Linked DNA regions of Macaca mulatta: region 1 is linked to region 2. Evidence: chromatin contacts called from public Hi-C data. All regions are on one chromosome and are shown on one strand. The core of a region is the stretch at or near the end of the contact, and the rest is flanking DNA. Distances in the headings are between cores, read along the strand shown.

Region 1 (2,700 bases), core at 44-2,543, 450 kb after region 2:
GGAGCACATATCCATTTGGCCAAGGCATATTAGACACACTGTACTTCAGCGCTTCTCAAATAAGGGGCAGAGGAACATCTGCACCCACTCTCCTAAAATATGGATTCCTGGGTCTCATTCTCTGCTGCAGCAGAATTTCTATTTCACTTGAATTTTGCTGTAAAACTATGACTTGGGCACTATGATTAGTCCCACTTTAGGGATGAGAAAACAAGTATGGATAGGTTAAAATGAATTGACCAAGGTCACATAGCTAAGCTAGAAATGAGAACTCAGGCATAATTCCCAAATCCACTCTCTTAGCCCCTCAACATTATACACTTCATTCTAGAGCATTTTAAAGCTCTTTGCCCCAGTACTGAAACATAGAAGACCCTCACTACTCCAAGTGCCGTCCAGCATCATCAGCATCACCTGGGGGTTTGTTAGGAGTGCAAATTCTTGGATCCCACCCCAGATGTACTGTATCGAAATCTGCATCTTAAAAAGACCTCCAGGAAATTTGTGCGCACTTGAAGGCTTGAGAAGTGTGCTCCAGATTATTGATTAATGCAAACACAGAAAGCAGAGTAATTGTTGTAACTCCCAGAACCTTTCTAGAGGAGTTTTTCTTGTTAAGCATCTGGTTATTTGACTGAACAACTCAAAGCGCGAGAGAGTGACAGGACTAAATCCTAGTGTCTGCTGCCACCTTGTGGTGAGAAATTCCATCCCAGGCAGAATTTGCTCTTCACCACGAAATAAACGGGGCAATGTTGGAAGGGAGGGGTGGTTCAAGATCTTCAATTCAGCAATGTACTTTGAGAGACCACTACAAAATTCCAAGATGTAATGAAAACCACCCTTGGGGTACATTTTGAGATGTAATGAAAACCACCCTTGGGGTACATTTTGAGATGTCCAAACAACAACTGGCCTTGTCACATGTGTCCCACAGGACACAGAGAACATTCACCAGCTGTAGCTGAGAGATCTAACAGAAGCTCAACTTGTGTTAATCAACAGCTCATTCGTATTCCTATAGGTGCCTTCCCCTTCAGAGGTCAAATATGACTTCTGAATGTGGTGGTCAATTAGTGCATGGGTGGTTTTTTTGTTGTTGTTTTGTTTTGTTTTGTTTTTTGCGATCCAAATGCCAGTGTTGATGCAATCAGATCATCATTTCTGCATTTGCCTTGTTCAAGAATCTGTGAAGTATTCCACAAAGGTCCATGGAATTTCACACAGCTCAGTCAAATACATCATTGGTGACCTCTGTGAAGCTGTAAACAGGGCCAGTCCCACAAATAATGTCTCTGACACTTGGAAGGGAATAAGGGAAAGGCTCTAAAAATTTCCTACATATTTTATTCCAAATAGCCCACACTTTGACAGTACATTCAGTCACTAGATGATTTTGCATCGAAGTCTGTAAGTTCGAGAACTGAAACAGTCCAAAACGGCTACTACAGGTGAAGTTGACAGCAATGGCCCGACCTCAGCTGTATCTACCAGAACCCTTTAAGATTGCCTATGGAAAAGTTGGACAGTGCCGAAGATTCCAGCAACTCAAGAAGAAAAATGGCTCATTCAAAAGGAAGGGGATAGAAAGGTAGGTAACAGAGATTCATTTCCTTTTCTGTCAAATGAGAGTCTTTGGGTTTGGCATAGTGGCATGTCCTTTTAAGCATTACATTTAAAAATGAGGACTCTGGATGGATTGCTGGGGAGGGTACTGCATTGGATCAAGAAATCTAGTGCGACAATGTAAGGTTCATTTTATGATCAGAAAGGTCTTTATTGTAACAGGGAAAACATTTCCTTTACACTTGAAATTGAGTTTTAATGTGGCATAGGAGACTAAAATAAGTACTGATTCTATGTTGATATTTCAGCATCAGAATTTTAGACATCTCACATCCCATGAAAATACTGTTAGTTTGAAAAGTCATTAGTGCATTTTTCAAAATATGTCCACGATCAGTGCTTTCTTTTTCCTATCCCAGCAGTTTGGGCTGCTGAAATATGTACTAATCACATTTCACTATGGACACATTGTTTAATTTAACGTTAAAACTGCCTTAGACCTGCTATATTTTTGTCAGTGACAAAACCTTACAGACAGGTATGAAACATCCAAAATATAATATATTTTAATTTGGAAAATCAGTGTGGCGATTTATTTTCCAATTTCTTTGCGCTTCTTTCTTACCAGGTCCATGGACTATAGTTCAGACATGTAGAAGTGAGGTGTTTTAATGAGTCCTGGAAGCATCAAAGACCAAGCTTAGGAACTTCCATGGACAAAATAAAATACTGCAGAGATTTCCACTTTCAGTGAAAAGTAGGAGCTCCGGGGGAAGCAATACAACCAAATAAATTCAGTACCAACACAAAAATATTAAAAAACATAAAAAGGGGAGGGTTCTGCTCGTATCAGAAGTCGCAGCAGTTGTATTCCTAGGCTCTGGAGCTAAATAACCTTTGTTAATTACGTTTTAGATAGATTGGAGATGAGAGTGGGGAGGATGGGAATGGGAAACAACTTCTAGAGATTCTGAGACGACTTAGAACTGGGCTTTTAACATGAGCGGTCTTCGAAATTCCTGAATCTTCTGAAATTGTATTTGCGTTGTTCTGTGTCAGAGTATGTATATGTGTGTACATGTTTATAGTAGTAGAATCACTTAAAAATTAAATTATTATTAAAGGAATCTCAGA
Region 2 (2,831 bases), core at 297-2,796:
GATTGCATTTTGAATGTTGAATCCCATTTTCATACTAGAATACATCCTACTTGGTCATGGTGTGTAATTATTTTCTTACATCATCGGATTTACTTTGCTAATATTTTGTTGATGATTTTATGTCTTAGTTCATGAGAGATATTGGTCTTTAATTTTTGTTCTTGTAGTGGATTTCATCAGGGTAATGCTGGCCTCATAAAATAAGTTGGAAAGTGTTCCCTCCTCTTCTATTTTCTGGAAGAGATTATGTAAAATTGATGTTAATTATTTTTTAAATGTTTGGTAGAATTTCTGATGAAACCATCTGGGATTGGAGATTTCTTTATTAAGAGCTCTTTAATTATAAATTCAATTTCTTTAATGGTTATAAGGCTATCAAGATTGTCTATTTCATGTTGATTGATTTTGGGTAGTTTGTTGTTTTAAATGAATTGATCCACTTCTTCTAAGTTGTAGAATTTATGAGTTGAAAGTTATTTCTAGTATTCCCTTATTCTTTTGTATGTGTTTTTAAGTAATAAATTATGTTGATAAAATAAAAATGGGTATGATCAGAAGAGGCCTGCCAGAGGAGGTAATGTGTGAGCTAAGGCCTGAAGGGATCAATCATGGAAAACATTAGAGAGAGAGCTTTTCAGGCACAGGGAGAAGTTAGTACAAAGGCCCAGAGAAGGGGACAAGTTTGGCATATTTGATGATGAAGAAAAACTAGCTGGAGTGGAAAGAACAACAAGGAGATTGGTGGGTGTTGAATCTGGAGAGGAGGACAGAGGCCACGGGATGCAGTAGCTTTGGATCATAGGAAGGCACTTAGATACTGTAGGTGTGCTGCAACAGCCTTTCTTGGTTTTAAGCAGGAAAAATCATACACAGATTTATATTTATAAAAGATCACTGTGACTGCTGTATGGACAATGGATTCTAGGAGAGTCAAGGATCATATTATGAAGATAACATTATGAAGACATGAAGTTTTTGCATTGTTCTCTGTAAGACAGTGGTGGTGTGCATCCCAGGGGCATGGCACTGGTGGAGAGAAGGAGGCAGAGTCAGGATGGGGTTTGGAGGTCCTGCCTCTATCCATGTTTGCCCTGCTGGACTGAACTCCTGTTTAAGACTAAGTACAACCCTCCTTTTTTTGTTGAGCTTCCAACACAGCTACTTCTTTTTCAGACCGTCTAAGTCCATGAAGTTTAAACAACATTCAGACTATCAAAAACCATCTCTGCTCTGTTGTGGCTTTTCTTCGACAGTATAAATTGCCCTAGAAGTTGTTTTCTGCCAGCTCATGATTCCCTGACTAACTTTAAAGGGTTTCTTGAGAAGGCTTTGGCCATTTGTTTTGTCAGAGGTTTGGGCGATTGTTCAAAGTGCTGAGAGATAACAAGGGTACAGTTTAATGTGCTACAGATGTCTGGGACGGTGACTCAGGCTCCTGGCAGAAATCCAAGGCAGGAAACCTGCTGTTGCAATTCGTATTCTCTGTGTCTATGCCGGAAACGGCTTGAGCTGTAATTGCAGAGTTTATAGTGATGTAAATGCAGCCAAACCCCCAGTGAAGCCTCACAGATGTACATCATTAGGAGAGCTCTCAGCCTCGCTCATATGCTGTTCAGAGGCGATTCATTTGCAATCAGTTTCAAAGACTGTGGATGGGAAGAATGTTCTTTCATATTGTCTAGCTCAGTTTAAAATCTGCCCTCCCGACATTTTGATAAAAGGTAATAACCGAACCTCTGTGTTCAGCAGAATGTGCTTATAATAATAAGCCTGGCATTAAAAAAAGAAGACCCAAAGTATCAATAGCCCTTTACAAACAGAATACACAGTTTTTCATTTTACCCAATTGTCTGCTGCACTTCTCTCCTACCTACCTTATGATTAGGAAGGAGGCAGCCCTGGAGCTCCCAAGTCAGAAAGCTCTGGATACAAATTTCAGAAATGCTGCTTTTATTCTTTATTAATATAAAGGTCCAGGAACAAAGAGGTTTTCTATTTATAAACTTTTACAAATAGAGGAGAAATTGTAAAGTGTCTACTTATAATATTTAATTAAATTCAATTTCTTATTTAATGTATTAAGATCCCAGTGAGAAACAGGTGCATATTAAAAAAAGATTTTTTTTTCTTTTCTTTTTTTTTTTTTTTTTTTTTACAAATTAATAAGAGTAGCTTGGGTATAAGGGAACAACAACAAGAGGTAGTGGAAGAACCTGGATTTGTGTAATTGCCTGGTGGGTTGTTTTTGCCCACTTCACAGAGAGTCGATTCACTGAGACAGCAGTATTGTGGTGAAGAGAGTTTACTAAATACAGAACCGGCCAAATGGAAAGAAGGGAGTTTATTGCACAAATCAGCCACCCCACAAAGCTCTGAGGCTAGGGCTTCTCAAGGATGGTTTGGTGGGCAGGGGGCTAGTGAATGGGGAATGGTGATTGGTTGGGCTGCGCATGAAATGATAGGGGATCAAATTCTTGAGCTAAGTCCCTGCCTAGGTAGGGGCCACCAGACCAGATAAGCCAGTTTCTTGGTATGTGTAATGGGTCTGGGTGGAGTCAGTTGGGTTTCCAGAATGCAAAAGTCTGAAAAGTATCTCAAATACTAGTCTTAGGTCTTAGAATGCAATGTCATTGAAAGGGGCAATTAGGCAAGTTACAAATCTTGTGACACCCCTGTGTAACTCTTGAGCAGTAAACAATGACTTGTTATCATTTAACTATGCCTAGGTTTTAGCAGAATTCATGCTCCTCCCATAATTTTAATCTCGTGACCTTTCATTAGTTTTACAAATGTGGTTTTAGTCTCAGAACAAGGAGAGGGTAGTTTTGGGA

The links. A called contact is a pair of places that touch in the nucleus more often than the background predicts.
Region 1: a Hi-C map of fetal cortex germinal zone shows a contact between it and region 2, with 5 times the contacts expected there. The contact joins the promoter of C2H3orf49 here to the enhancer-like site in region 2. A contact is called at or near these places in 6 of 14 Hi-C or Micro-C datasets (blood, cortical neurons, fetal cortex germinal zone and 3 more).

Annotation. Positions count from the first base shown.
Region 1 is chr2:127,375,103-127,377,802 of T2T-MMU8v2.0, forward strand. It overlaps C2H3orf49 (chromosome 2 C3orf49 homolog), which reads left to right and starts at 1,294. Exons shown (of 7, transcript XM_077994226.1): 1 at 1,294-1,591. The coding sequence starts at 1,467.
Region 2 is chr2:126,920,200-126,923,030 of T2T-MMU8v2.0, forward strand. It overlaps a transcript of SYNPR not described here. Among named protein-coding and RNA genes, the nearest start is that of SYNPR, 94 kb to the right of the region's middle. Within about 2 kb of position 1,547, at least 12 of the 40 cell types and tissues checked have an H3K27ac peak or open chromatin away from gene starts, as enhancers often do. A contact at or near this core is called in cortical neurons, fetal cortex germinal zone and fetal cortical plate, where this site is marked.